Linked DNA regions of Anas platyrhynchos: region 1 is linked to region 2. A link is a contact called in public Hi-C data. All regions are on one chromosome and are shown on one strand. Each heading gives the region's core, a stretch centred on a gene start, on an enhancer-like site or on the middle of the called end of the contact. The rest is flanking DNA. Distances are from core to core; before and after follow the strand shown. Region 1 overlaps LRRC63 (leucine rich repeat containing 63). Region 2 overlaps LCP1 (lymphocyte cytosolic protein 1).

Region 1 (7,635 bases), core at 3,002-5,501, 61 kb before region 2:
TAAGGGCAGAGCTGGCCAGTTTGGGGAATGTTGGGCTAAATGAATTCCCTAAACATGCTAGATATACCAGGGAAGAACTAACAAAGCACTGTCTGCCTGAAATAAACAGCTGAGTTACGCAGAAGAATCAGCAAGTAGCCAAGGAAAGTGCCCAACTCTTTTTGGTGAGCAAGAACCCAACTTTGTATAAGGTTTGTGGACTAAAGGGTGAGTATGTATGAAAATACCTTGGGGTACCTTTGTAGGTGAGATGTAGAGAGATGATCTCAGGGTATGATTAGAACATCACACGGGGCGATCTGACGCAGGGAAGCAGCAGCAGTCAGACACCAAACTGTCCAGCTACAGGGGCTACATCCATGGCAGAGATCTGTGGTGACAGCGCTCGTTCCTTGGGCCTAGGGCGGGCGCCCACCTCCCCGTACATTGCACAGGGACAGACACCAACAGCCTGGATCCAATAAAAGGTTTTGAAATCGTAATTAAGGAGAAACTGAGTCAAAAATGGCAGTCTTACAGAGATGTAAATTCCCAAGGTCCTTCACAGTAAAAATTTCCCATTGCCTAGAGGTCACCTCCTCTTCCTCAGGCCCCAACTGTCCTAGGATGGGCAGCTCACTACCAGTTTCCTACTGGACTAGGATTTGGAAAAGGGGAATTCAGCTTGAGTGATGGACTGATCCTTGCTGTAGCAGAACTCAGGGAATGTTTGTGGGGGCAAGTTTCAGCTAATAGCTAAAACGTGATCTTATTGAAGTGCCCAGCATTGTGCTGCTGATGTTGTGAACAGGGAAGCACCCAGAACTGTTTGGACAATGGCCATTTGTAGGACCTGAGCTGGACTGACAGCTTGTTTTTGACAGCTTGTTCTGTGCCATTTAGCTGAAATAATCTGAGTCGCCTCCCTTCTCCAAAGGGCAGAAGCAGTTCTTGGGTTTCCTTTCTCTATTTTTCAGTCAAGGCCTTTCCAGTCGCCCACAGAGGCAAACTTAAACCAAGAGGCAAACATCTAATGTTACCAGCCTCTCTTCTCCTAGGCCTGTTTTCTTCACTAGCAGGCCTTAAATTAAGCCCAGCTGAATTTCTTTGTCAGACGTGCTTCTCGTAATACAATATTTTGTGGAATGACTGGTTTCTGTATGTGAAAATGCTATTCCATAACGTAAGAGTGATACTGAGGATGATGTTAGCAAAGAAAAAGGAAGCAAATTCATCGTGGTGGTGTCAGCCAGAAGAAAAGAAAAGGCGCTGTAGAGTTAGTTGGACAGACGGGTCCTTGGCAAGGCCTGGAAGGGCCTGCTGCCCGATGAGACAGCACGAAAAAGCGTTCCCAGGAAGACATCAACATCAAGGTGCCTCCCAGGAGGAGGTGTTGTGGTCAGTTCAAAGCAAGCCAGCGCCTCTGAAGCAGCTGACAAACGCCGCTGTTGCACATCAAGGAGCACGGTGTGGGGAAGGAGAATTTATTTGCCTCACCTGCAACCGGGAGCTGTTTTACTGTGCTCTCATCTGAGTCCAACAGTTACTGTAAATCGAGTTCCCTCTCCCCAGTTTCTCAGAAAGTGAAACTAAATCAAGCCAGGAATGGTTTTACTGGCACAGGACGTGTTTTCAGGCCTCCGACACTTTTCATGGATGAGTCAAAAGAATGTGAGTAGTATTTTTGTGCTCAGACAGCACAGAGGATATATCCGCTCTTCTCCTATAAGGGAGGATTTCCTAATCTAACTGAGCCCCCAGTAACATCTGGTTTCAATAGCAGTGTTCCCCTTGTGGAAAAGCTCCTTGGCAGGATACGCTACCTAGCACAGTGCTGACAGTTCATTCCCATTTCAGCTGGGAATGAAATCCACGTGGTTCTACCTCATCCTACAAAAAGTGTGGGGGTCTGTGGCTGAAGCACAGCCCCGTGGTGGCTTGGAAGCGTAACAAAAGATGGAGAAGACACCGAAATGGGAAAACCTGAAGAGATGAGCGCTTTGAGAAACGTGTTAGTATCATTTTGCAGAGAGCAAAGGGAAGCAGAGTGGGGTTGCAGCAGCCTGGAGGAAGCTGCTGGTACAGCTGGAAGCGTACCGTGGGTCTGGCCAGCATCCTGAGCACAGGTGCATCTGTCTTCCTTAACTTCTGGAGACACAACAGTGATAGAGGGAAATGTTCTCAGGAAGGATGAAATGCACAGGGAAGGGTGAAGAAGCCCTCTCTATTCCTTATAGTGAAGAGAATTTTGTTTCTTTCACGTTTCATCAGTTTTAGTCAAAACGTTAACAGCTCCACTTGTCAGCCACCTCTCACAGAATATGCCCAATGTGGGGGATCCGAGTGCCCCAAACTCCCCTCTAAATGCCTTTAAAGTCACCTAGCTCTCTCCATGTTGCCTAGCACTGCGTTTGGGCTCCTTCAGTCAGCCCCAGTGGCCAGGCACAAGTTCTGTACCAGTGTTAGGGAGGCCAGGCCAGACCCCCTGACCCCAATCCCCAGGATCTCGGTATTTGGCAGGCTGATGGGAAAGCAGAAATAACTACCAGCCCATCCTACTTCAAAAGTTCCTATTTCAAAACTGTTTTCTGGCTGGCTAATGCGTGCACTTCCCATTTCACAAAGCAAATGTGCAGAACTGCTGCTCCAGCAGGTGCTGTATGGAGATGGCTGTGCCCTCTCCCAGTGGCTCCTGCAGCCCCAGTCACCTCCCAGTTGCTCCTTCCAAGAGATGGGGAGATCCACGACCAGCACATCTGCTGGCTCTGGCCTCTGAGCCTCTGGTGCTGGGTCCAGGGCACATCTCCATGAAGGTCTCATCCCAGCAGTGTGCTAAGTGCTCACCAGAGGAGAGCGATGAGTTTCCCTTTATGTTTTCCCAGCAATATTCACTGTTTGCCACTTAACTTCTGACTGACCACAGATATTGTACAAAACCCTCCAATAAACACCAAACTTGTGTCGATTCGGGACTTCACTCGTGAGTTCTGCTTGGGTTTGGGGAAGGAGGAACAAGAGAAAAGTTGCTGACGCCGAATCAGTCTCTGTGAAATAAGAAAGGATCCAGGGATTTCCTGCTTTTTGCAAAAGGTTGGGTGCTTTGTTCCCTCCCTGTTAAGGAGGGAATGAGGGGTTAATGGCTGCATTTGCACGGAGTGAGAGGAGTGAGAACGGAGACCCAGGGCCCTGCTGGGAATGGCTGGTGATGGTGCCAGGGTGCTCCTCAAGCGACAGCCTCACGTGGCAGATGTCCCACCATGTGGCGGTTTGTACACCAGGGCTGCAGGAAATTGTGAAATCTGTGCATAAGCTTCAGTTTCTAGCTGTGTGCTGTTTGTCAACTGCTCATACAAACCCCAGGAGGCCAGTCTGGTGTTCAGGGCCTGTACAAGATTGTATGTTGCCATGCCCAGCCCTGGGTTTCTCAGCCACAGGCAACCAGATGCTGAAAAATAACTCGTCACTTACATTTTGCACTCTGCATCACCCAAAGACTTTGCCCTGAGCCAAGATGAGGGGTAATAAAGGAATGAAGAGGAGTGTTTTTTACACATCTATGAGAAAAAGGGTCAGGGGCCAGAAGCTGGGCACAGGACAGACCGAGGACAGCAGGGATCTGTACCTGTGAGATCAGTCAGAGGAGGAAATGAGGAGCAGAAAGGAATGGAAAGCAACAACAGGAGCACGTCTGTTGAGAATTTTGTAAATGTGATGGGGCAACAGGACGGAGCAGTTAAGCACAGAGCGTTGCAGATTTTCCTGTTGTGAACTCCACTCCCTGGCACATGCACTTCTTTGCTGTGCTTGCCTAACGCACAGCTGTGGTGCTGTGGTGGCTTCCTGGGAGGAGGACTTGTTCCAGAAGGGACCAGATGACCACAGTGCCTGCTCCTGATGGGCAATACAGCCCTGAGTCTTGGCCCAGAAACCTCGCTGTATTTCACAGGTACAAAACGTAGCCACACGTTTTATCAAAAGATAAATAAGGCTTGAAGGCTTTCACATAGGGGATAAGAGTTTGAGTTGAATTGAAAGCTGTGTATTCATCTGCCAAGCAGCAGCTTTGCTTGGTTTGATCACAATTTTCATTTCACACTTGGATGGAAACTTCAGGAGGTAGCTGGCTCCCTGAGCCTTGTTCTGTTGGGCAAGCCAGCCTGCAAGTGAGTCAGGCAGTTTAACTCACAGTCGTGTCACAAACCCTTCACACTATGCCTGATGTGTAAAAAGCAAAGCAAGTTTCCCAAAACATTAAAACTTCACAGAAAACACCACTAGAGGGGGCTGGTTCTACATAAGCCAGCTCAGGTTTGTGCAGCCCTAATGGACATCAGTCTGTGCAAACACGCCTGTGTGGCGATAGCTACAAAAATTGCCAGACCTGCCCAAACCAGGGGAAAACCCAGCGTGCTAACCTCAGCATGTGGCATTGCTCCTTACTCCCACACCCCCAGACTCGCCTACCTCTATTCCCACATTCCCTGAAGTCTTAGGCAAGAGAAAGCAAAAAGCTGCTGGAAAGTTTACCGTGGATCTTCCTAAATCCTGGATTTGTGATGCTTTGAAATTGTTTTGAATAATCCGCTCTTCAGCACGCACAAATCCTCTGGACTACATTGGTCCCAGACAAGTTTAAAGAAAGATAAAAATCTTCCTTGTTTCTCTACCATGGAGTTTTCTTCCCGTTCCTCTCAAAATCAGGGGGTGGTTGCTCAGGTCACCTGCTCTGTGGTAGGCACTGCAGCTGCTGGGGGGCCTAAATCTATTTCCTACTCTGCATGCAAAGACCTAAAACTTAGCAAATGGCAGTCTTCATGCAAGTGGCATTTCCCTGTTTTTCGTGTTTGAATAATCTTTATTATCATTTGCATAAAGTCCTTCAGATCTCTCTTCACCATAATGCCCATGGGTTCTCTTAAAAACCTCTGAATTCCCTCTTTCGGTTCTCTTTCTGGAACATCCATTTCTGCTTTTGCATTTACATTTCTCTAACTTCTTTCCCAGAGCAGGCTGCTGCCTGACCCCATTCCTGGCAGCCCAGGGCTGGGCACTGAAAGGATATTCAACCAAATGAACTGCCTCCAGCAACAATCCTAGCACAGACAAAGTGCTTTGGGGTTTTCAGTGCAATTAGTTGAGCAAGTGGAGAAGGAATCACAGCGGTGCTTTCATTGCTTTCATCCTTCAGCTCCAAAAAAGCAGATTCCAGGTGCTTTGACCTGATGGAGTGAAGCCTACCTCCATCGTTGGTTTGTCCTTTGTCCACAGGTGCCTAAATTCTCCTTGCAGCTTGCCAAGGCACCCAACTGCACCTACCTACTCATACAGATCATCATTCTGCAGGAGCCACACAAAGACAACACCGAGTCCACCCAATGCTGAAGACAGAGCAGCAGGAGGTCCATGTATTGGGCCCTGCCATTGACCTTACAGATACCTTTTATCTGACCATTATTTTGGGATAAGTTCTGTAATCTAACCACGGGAGCAGAGGCGGTGGCCTGTCCGTGGGAGTACTTGTGCACAAACAAGGCCTGTGTCATCAGTTTTCCATTCTCCCCTATCTTTTCCTTCTCCTTCCCCTTGGGCTGCCTCCGGGTCCTAGTGGCCTTCATAAGGGATTTTTGTCATTTAACTAAAACTATTTTGTAGTTCAGGAACAAAATTATTCATTTTCAAAGCAATGACAAGTACAGTGATGTAAAATGGCTTACTGGTAGCAGCAGGGGAGAATCTCTACCTTGTTAGGTATCACTGGAGGAACATAAGGTCAGCATAAACCTTCATTGATTTTGCATAGGGCCGAGTCTGCCTTTCATTTCGTATCAATGAGTATGGAGATGAATTGAAACAGACCACTCAGAGCTGAAAGCACTTTAAGAAAGACATGCTGATGGTACACAGCAAGTGATCCAGCACTCCAGCAGAGTGCCAGGCTGTCCAACAGAATAACACAACATGAGATCAGACATTTCTGAACTATTTTGTCCCATTCATAGTTTCTCTGCTGTAATCCAGATCGCTTTTCGCAAAGTACCGTTGTCAAGCCCCGGTCTGAGACACAAAGTTTCTCAGGCACGATGATGAGCAAGCATAAAAGTAAAAGGGAAGCCTTCCGAATTTAAATACATTCCTGTAAATTTGGATGAGCCGAAGTCCTTCACCATAGCGAGGTCCACTGCAGCAGTCACAGACAGTAAAACTGCAATGGGAAGAAACTGGGTCAAAAACTTTGCATCATCCTTCTAAGACCATATTCACACGGACAGCAGTTCAACTTCCGCACTCACAAGCACAAATGAAAAATTATCTGGCCTCAGAACATCTGTGGCTCATCGCTGGATTCACGGGAAGGGAAGGGAAGGGAAGGGAAGGGAAGGGAAGGGAAGGGAAGGGAAGGGAAGGGAAGGGAAGGGAAGGGAAGGGAAGGGAAGGGAAGGGAAGGGAAGGGAAGGGAAGGGAAGGGAAGGGAAGGGAAGGGAAGGGAAGGGAAGGGAAGGGAAGGGAAGGGAAGGGAAGGGAAGGGAAGGGAAGGGAAGGGAAGGGAAGGGAAGGGAAGGGAAGGGAAACACCCCCATGTGCAGCCAGAACATGAAGATGCAACACACATTTTGTCTGGAGAATGGGTGGCCATGTAAAAAAACAGGAATATTAAATAGAAGAATTTGCATGCAGTGTCCAATAAATTTTAACTGTAATTTAATTTTCATACAGATATACACAACATCTGAACTCAGCATACATACATGGGCACTATTGTATACACCACAGTATGTAAGAGCATACCACTGACCAGCATCAATTTCATGTGAAACAGTGGACAAAGTAGTAACTTCCACACTCCTAACACTTGTGGAATTACTCATCAGGGGCCAACTATGCATATTTCTTGCACACAATACTCCTATGGGGGGATCAAGTGAGAAGAGCATATTTCTGTTACTTACTCATCCAATATTTTTTCAATATCTTCTGTGATGTCTGTGTATCTTTCCTTTAGGTTATTTCTGGAGAAGCAAAGGGCAGCCAGATGAGTGAGCTTCTGAGGTTGGTTCTGCACCTTTTCATTCCATAACAAGGGGTGTATGAAGTTATTCTCTATTCTGAGGTATTTTAGTGGAAGATTCAAAACCCCAGATGGCAAAGCAGAGAGCTGGTTCCCTTCAGTGTTCAAACACTCGAGCTTCCTGCAATTTTAAGGACCACCAGGCATTTATTGATGGGCTGTTCACATTATATCCTACCTTGACCATGCTTATATAATTTCCTAATCCCCATTAGATGAACTACTGCACTGAGATGTGCATAAAATGCTCTGTGTTCCTCACAGTGCACTTCGTGTACTGGACACAACTGTAGATACAATATTTTTCTAATTATAGTTTCAATAACTGAGTTATCTTGTAAGGGTTCCATAGAGCTGGGTTTTAATTCTTGTCTAACCAACACTTCACACTGCTTGAAAGCCACCACACATGGTTTAGAAATGCATTTTCTTTTTCTTCATCATGCAAATCAAGTTTACATAAACACATACGGTCCAAATGAAAGAATGATCATATTTTGCATGGGAAAGGTTGACTTACAGCTATCTTCAAGTGGCACAATTATACAACTGCCATCTACTGTTTCAGCTGAAATGAGCCTTTCACATGG
Region 2 (7,439 bases), core at 4,778-7,277:
AACTGAGCCAGAACACCACTGCAAGTGCAGTCATGCTCTGAGCATGTTGTGCCTTGAGACACAGTGAGACCATCCAAGGCTTTTATCTTTCTCAAAAGGATCCTTTCCATCTTTGTGTTGGGACTAAGAATTTATCTGTAATTCTAGGAGATTCTGGGTTCCCCTACCCATACACCCAGCACAGGACCCACTTCTACCAGTGAAGTTGCTCACAGATATCAGTAGATTTGCCTGTGTACCCTCTTGTACCCTCAGCTCTCCAGTTATTGTATCATTCAGACCTTCTCTTTCTTCCTTAGGAAAACCTGAACCTGGCCCTGAACTCTGCTTCAGCCATTGGGTGCCACGTTGTTAACATTGGAGCAGAAGACTTAAAAGAAGGGAAACCTTACCTGGTTTTGGGTCTTTTGTGGCAAGTCATCAAAATTGGACTCTTTGCTGACATAGAGATCAGCAGGAACGAAGGTAAGTGTGGCTCTTGGTTTCAGAGTTGTATTGTTATTACTGAACAGTCTTTGTAATACAGCTTTTTTTTAAAAAAAAAAAAAAGTCTTAATTCAAATTTTTTATCCAAGTCTTTGTTGACTGTCTTCTTGATTGCTGACATATTTCTTGCTTTCCACAAGTTCTGGCACTCCAAACTCCAGAGCTGTGTGTAGGCTTGTATGCGCAGAGCCAATTTCATGCTCATTCAGTGAGGACTGATGGATTGATGGTCTACATCCAGGTATATTGGGGTTTTGGCTCTATGGTTGACACAAAATTAATTCTCTCTATATCTAGGATCAAGGAAATGTTACACTGCATCCAGAAAGCTTTACTTTTTTTTTTTTTTTTTTTGTCTTTTGACAAAATCAGTGCCAAACATCTCATTTACTTTGAAAATGTTGATTTATATGATCACAGAATAATTTAGGCTGGAAGGGAGCTCTGGTCTGGCATCCAACCACCAGTTTACAGCAGGACCAGCCTCAAGATTAATGAGGTTGTTTAGGGCCTTTTCTTGTGCTCTCTGGGCAACCTGTTCCAGTGCTAGCCACTCTCACTGTGATTTCTTTTTTTTTTCTTATGTCTTGATTGGAATTTCCCTTCCTCCAACTTGTGCTCCAACTTCTTGTCCTTTTGCAGTGCATACCAGGAAAATACAGCTCCATCCCCTCCGTAGTTGTTGAAGTCAATAGTTAGTTCCCCTCTCAGACCTCTTTGCATGCTGAACAAACCCAGTTTTCCCCAACTTCTCATGTTTCACGTACTCCAGCCCAACATCTTGATGTCCTTCTGCTGAACATGGTGCAGTCATCAGCATGTCTTGTACTGGGGAGCCCCAGACTGGACACAAAACTCCAGATGTGTCTTGCCAGTACCAAAGTTCTCCAAGAACTTGCTTCAGTGGGAAGCCATGGATGTGAACATACAGTCTACATGGCATCTCTTCTTGATGCTTTGTTTCCTGCCTCTCTGGATAGCCTGCTCAGCCAGTAGTGGCACCACTCTCCTTCTGTTACCATACCTCCTTCAGCTATTACCTTCACTGCTTCACCCCTTGCACCTTCTAACCCTTTCATATCCAGAGAGACCAGTTTCCAGAATTCCCAGCTCCCATGCCTTTGTTACGTAGCAATGGTGGTCAAGCTGGCAGCCTTACCCTGCTCAGTAGATCTTTTCCCCTAATGGTATTTTCTTCTTTACCTCTCATCTCAAACTTCAGTTTGTAGGGGTAGACAAGCCACCATCATTACGATTTCTTTTCAGGTTCTCTCTTTCCCTGATAGCCTTCCTCTACAGCTGTTCCGGGTGAAATTCCCGGGTTGAGATGAGGTTAATTTAATTAAAGGGAAAGGAAAGAGGGAAAAATCAAGCAAAGGCAGCACAGAAGTACAGAGAGAAGAAAAAAGAAATATTCTCTACTTCCCATCAACGAGCGATGTTCAGCCATGTCCCAGGAAGCAGGGCCTCAATACGTGTAGCATTTTTTTGGGAGAACGGATGTCTTCATAACGAGAGCTCCCCTCTCCTTCTCCTTTTCCACCTGAGAGAGAAGGCATGGAATATCGCTTTGGTGAGTGCAGAGCACAGCACTGCACGGGCTGCTGCAGGGAAAGTTAACTCCATCCCAGCCAGACCTGGTACAGCAGCTAGTACCACGGCAGTCATACATCCCAACCTCTATGGGAAATACCCGGGGTGCACTAATATAATGTTTGTTTTTCTCTGGTCATATCACATGGTGGCTCAGATTAGCTCAGGGGACATCTAATACAGTCAGGTTGTGCTCATCCTCTATTCGTAATAAGAAGCTTTTGGCTAATAGGGGGTATTCATATTAATTCCCCAGTGAGTGTCTTTGGACGTGGTACTATTGAATTTCAGTCAATTTCTGTTACTGACTGCCATCTAGTTCTTCCTGTCTGATTTCCTGACTGTCCTTCGTATTAACTATGCCACCTAGTGCATAATATCATAATTTTTTTTGCACATTGCTAGTATTTGTGCCGAAATAATTCTTTCTTTTTTTTTTTAAATAAAACATTTATTCAAAAATCCACCCATGATATACTCCACCAGAATCCTTCTTCCATTGTACTTCTCTCAGTGTTAACATTCTTTTCTTCATAAAAAACAGTGTCTACTTTATAATGCTTCTATTATCCCCTTCTGGTTTGGTTTAATCCTGTGGCACCCTATATGAAATTATCTGTGGAACTCTAGATATATTAGATCTCCACTGTTTTTTTATGTAGCAAATCCCCATTTTGTTCACGGTGGTATGACATACTGTTCCTTTCTAAACCAGTGGCACATTTCATAATGCTAACAGTGAACTTCCACATTTTTAGTTTCTTTTCAAAACTTTTTGTAAAGCCCTTCATGCTCTAGAGTAACAGCTGAATATCCTGCAGTTGCAAGGGTCAGTTTTTTCCTCCTGCTTCTTCCTCCTTTTATAAGCATAACTATTACACTAATTTTCCTATAGAAATGGGATGTCTTCTCCAGTTTGACAGATGTGACATCACTTGCTAATGAGCCTGTGCAGTCATGTGCAAGTTCTTCAGGATTCCTGTGTGGATCCAGTTTCCGTGTGAAGGTCCTGCAGACTTGTTTCACCTAAATTGCAGAAAATCCATGTTCTTTTTTTTTTTTTTTTTTTTTATGCCCATCTTGCTCCTGTGCTCCATATCATCACCTTTTAATTAGAATCTGAGGCAAGGAAATCAGGTAGTTTTTAGAGCGTACTGAAACTGTCTTGCATTTATACATGACTGACTCCTAGATCCACGACTAACATCCTTGTCCCCTTTTTTAATTTATTTATTGATGAGATCCTTTTGTTGTTTGTATCCTCTGTCATGCAACTTTACCTTGAATTTTGGCAATTCTTTTTGTTGCTCAGTTAGAAACTAGGTAGCAAAATAGGTGAGAAAGAAAATAATTATACATTCTCCTCTACAAGTACTCACAACATCAGTATCAAAAATATCAGATCTAATGGTAGCCTTATTCTGCCTCAGCCTCTCTTGTACAGGTGGGTATTGCTACTACCTGTTGGCGTCTGCAAGACCAGGATCCGTGACTTGCAGAATAATTTAGTTGGAAAGGATTGCTGGAGGTGATCTAGTCCACTCCCTGTTCAAAGCATGGCCACCTCAGATCAGGTTGGTTGCTCAGGGCTGGGCTCAGTTGAGCTTTGAGTGCCTCCAGGGATGGCAATTCCACAGCCTCTCTGAGGAACCTGCTCCAGTCTTTGACCAACCATTTGGCAATTTTTATTTTTTTTCATTTTTTTAGGAATACAGTGAAAAAGCAAATATGGCAGTACGTGGCCTTTATTTATTCATTTTTTCTTCTGTCTCTGCTTAGCCTTGATTGCTCTTCTGAGAGAAGGAGAGAGCCTGGAGGATCTGATGAAATTGTCTCCAGAGGAACTGCTGCTGAGATGGGCGAACTATCACCTGGAGAATGCAGGATGTAACAAGGTCAACAACTTCAGCTCAGACATCAAGGTATAAAGAATACTTACCAATGTTAGCAGAACAGCAGCTCCACACCCAAATCCATGTCCCTCAAACAAAGGTCATGTACTTGCTGAATGTCCCTAAATTCTTCTAGATCTGTCTTTAATTTGGCTGAACCTTACCCAGACATGTAACTAGGTACGGGGGAAGAGGATGGAGCTCTTCCAATTCCTCCATTTGGTGTTTCCTTCAGTACAGCACAAGAAGTCATTTACTATGACTTAAATGACATACAGAAAAAGCATCAGGGAAGACAACTGGAGAGTCTGAAAGTCACACTCAACATTACAATTTTTATTGTAACAGATTTTTGGTTCGCTGTGTGGAGTTTACTGCAGGATATCCATGGAAAGGGGTGGAGTGGGGTCTTTCCCATCTTTGCATAGGCTGGCTGAGAGGACTGTAATGTAACTGATTAAATCCTATCTAGGATAAATGGTATTTCTCATACAAGAAGGAATACAAACAAAAAATAAATAAAAAGAACAGCTCATCTACTTAATATTTTTGAAGAGTATTTGTTGGTTTAGGTAGTCAAGTCCCCAGACACTAACATGCAGCTTTGTTTTCAGTTCTTTTTTGAATTATTTCTGAAGTGATATTAATATTTTCCACACATGGAAATAACTTTCACAAAAATTTAAAGACACGACATGTTAAATCCTTGTCTTGTTCCTGCCCTTTTGCCTGAAAAAAAATGCTGATACTGTTGTTGTTTTCAACTTTTGTCCCTGAAATTTGTGTTCTCTTCTATAAGTGTTCCAGCATTTCTTTGAAATCTGCTTTAAACCTCTGCTTTCTCCTTCTGCATTTTCTTTTCTTAAATGCTCAGCAGCCTGACTTCTACAACATTATAAAGGTATACTTTTTTTTTTAAATCTCTAATATCGTGTTCATATTGAGTCAATTCTAACATCTCTTTGTTGTTGCTGTCCTTCTTGTAATTGCAACGCAGCATTTTGTCTCATGCTTTGAGCTTTCTGTAGCATGTACGTATTGGCTTAGGGAAGAGGTAGATCCAGCAAACACAGCATAGAGTGGGGATTGTTAAGTGCTTCCAACTTTAGTAATTTAATTATGTAGCCCAATGATTGATGTAATAAAAATGAAGCATGCATGCACATTGTTCAGGAGAGTGCTGGAATGCAAAATCTGGGCTTTAGATGTAATTTTTCTCCATTTAATTTCTCTGTCTGTCACAGGACTCAAGAGCTTATTACCATTTGCTGAACCAAGTTGCCCCCAAGGGAGATGAAGAAGGCATTCCAGCTATTACTATCGACATGTCAGGATTAAGGGTAAGATGAGATAAGTTTAGAGTAAATGCCTGTATTTTCTGTCTGTTACTTGCGTTGCTGGCCAGCACAGAGTTGCATGAGGGTACCACAGAAAGCAAACTCTTTTTAGTGTTGCAACATGATCTTATGTTTCAGAATTCAAAGCTGAAGAATTAAATAAAGTGTTTTGCCTTTCATTAGATATTTATAGAATCACAGAACAGTTTGGGTTGGGAGGAATCTTGAAGACCATCTTAGTCCAACCCTCCTGCCCTGGGCAGGGATAGTTTCTACCAGGCCAAATTGCTCAGAGTGCCATCCTACAGCCACTGAACCACACTGATAAACTACTAACATGTAGCAAGTATATTAAAATGCAATTATTTGGGAATTAATTCCCTTTTATGTGAGATACAAATAAAAAAGAACATGGTGAGATGGCTGGATTGTAGATAAAGCCCATCTGAAACACTGAGTTGATATTATTAAAGGTGGGAGAGGAAATTGTTATAAATTCAACAAGGACCTATTTTAGCAGCCCCACACCTAGCACCACACACAGGGAGCCAGAGTGGGTTGGTGTGTGCATGGTGCCAGGCTGTGGGCTGATGCTGATGTGGTTTCATCCTGATTTTTGTCTGGCACAGGAGAAGGATGACGTCCAACGTGCAGAGTGCATGCTGCAGCAGGCAGAGCGGCTGGGTTGCCGGCAGTTCGTCACGGCCACAGATGTCGTCCGGGGAAACCCAAAGCTAAACTTGGCATTCATCGCCAACTTGTTTAACAAATACCCTGCCCTGCATAAGCCAGAGAACCAGGACATTGACTGGAGCTCTATTGAAGGTAAGAAAAATTCAAGTAAAGGATGTTTCTGGCCATTCGTGCCACAGTATCCCCTGCTAACATGATATGTTAAAGATGAAAATGTTTGTGGGATGTCTGAACCTGCACTGACTATTGAGTGTGCTTCTTAGTTGAAATCACAGTTGATCTGGCATTCTCTTAATTTAGAACATAATTTAAGAATCTGATCTTACATGGACCCAATGCCTGCCTGGTCTGGTTTAGGGTCAGGACCACCATTGTGTGGGCCATTCACTGAGCTACGGGTCCTTCTGTTTGACCTGTGCTCTGGATCTCCCAGTGGCCTCGTCTTTTGGACGACTTCAGCTCTGAAGCAGGTGGTGATTCCTGACAAATGACCACTTGAAAATGCCTCTCTCGTCTCTCTTGCTTTACACCTTCTTAAAGATGCTGCTCAATGAAACCTTTCTATTTCTAATACTTATAATTTTCTGAGACAGGGTCTGTCGAGCCATCATGAAGCAAGGCAACAGAAAAAAAAATTCCTTTTATGGTACCATTTGAAGATTTTTTTTCATACACAAAGATAACTCACAAAAACCTGAATTGAAAACATCTAGATTGTTTCTGGGTCTAGTTGTCATTGAGCAGTAGTTGTTCTGATATTTTAGGAGAAGGCAGCCTACTCTTTGTATGTGATATTTCTAGTAAAATAGCTGTGCTGTTGATGACAGCATATATAAAAAAAGTCTGAAACAGTTCAAGTGGCAGTTAAGGCAGTTAAGACTGTTAATCTTTTGAGGGTCTGAGCTCTGTAGTGTGAGTCAGGAAAGTACTTAATCATGTACTGACAAATAAGAAAATACATGGTGTCCTTGGGGTCAATGGGACCAGTTTAATAACCAGTTGAGCATGTACTTGAAAGCTAAAATGAATGGAAGTGCTCTGTTCAGTCTAGCATTTATTCAGTGTAGATCGTGCTTACAAAGAGACCCACAGAATAAATCTGTGTTTTCAATTATTTTTAAGTTTCTCAAAAGCTTCATAACAAAACTATTCATGCTAGGGCACAGGCTATTCTTGAATTCTTGAAGGTATTTCAAGGCCAGTCTGCCTAAATACTATAATATTTGGGGCATGAAGAAATATTAAGTGCTGCACTGTGCTCTCTTATTTCTCTTGTCAGCCACCGTCTCGTTCTGTTTATGGTTCAGTGCACTGTAAATTCTGAGTTATGGTTTCATCACAAGACACTTATTTTACTGGAGTGTTGTGGTCTGCCATCCTGTTGATTGATATATCTGTTGTTTTAGGTGAGACAAGGGAAGAGAGGACATTCAGGAAC

The links. Hi-C and Micro-C count contacts between places; a contact is called where the count stands out from the background.
Region 1: a Hi-C map of liver shows a contact between it and region 2, with 4 times the contacts expected there. The contact joins two enhancer-like sites. A contact is called at or near these places in 5 of 8 Hi-C or Micro-C datasets (F1 follicle, liver, skeletal muscle and 1 more).

Annotation. Positions count from the first base shown.
Region 1 is chr1:177,503,632-177,511,266 of IASCAAS_PekinDuck_T2T, reverse strand. It overlaps LRRC63 (leucine rich repeat containing 63), which reads right to left. Exons shown (of 10, transcript XM_072032546.1): 9 at 6,927-7,166; 10 at 3,533-6,181. The coding sequence ends at 6,022. Among named protein-coding and RNA genes, the nearest start is that of LRRC63, 23 kb to the right of the region's middle. Within about 2 kb of position 4,251, at least 1 of the 8 cell types and tissues checked has an H3K27ac peak or open chromatin away from gene starts, as enhancers often do.
Region 2 is chr1:177,445,054-177,452,492 of IASCAAS_PekinDuck_T2T, reverse strand. LCP1 (lymphocyte cytosolic protein 1) reads left to right here. Exons shown (of 16, transcript XM_038173425.2): 7 at 300-465; 8 at 3,859-4,001; 9 at 5,216-5,311; 10 at 5,938-6,133; 11 at 7,408-7,439. Among named protein-coding and RNA genes, the nearest start is that of CPB2, 18 kb to the right of the region's middle. Within about 2 kb of position 6,027, at least 1 of the 8 cell types and tissues checked has an H3K27ac peak or open chromatin away from gene starts, as enhancers often do.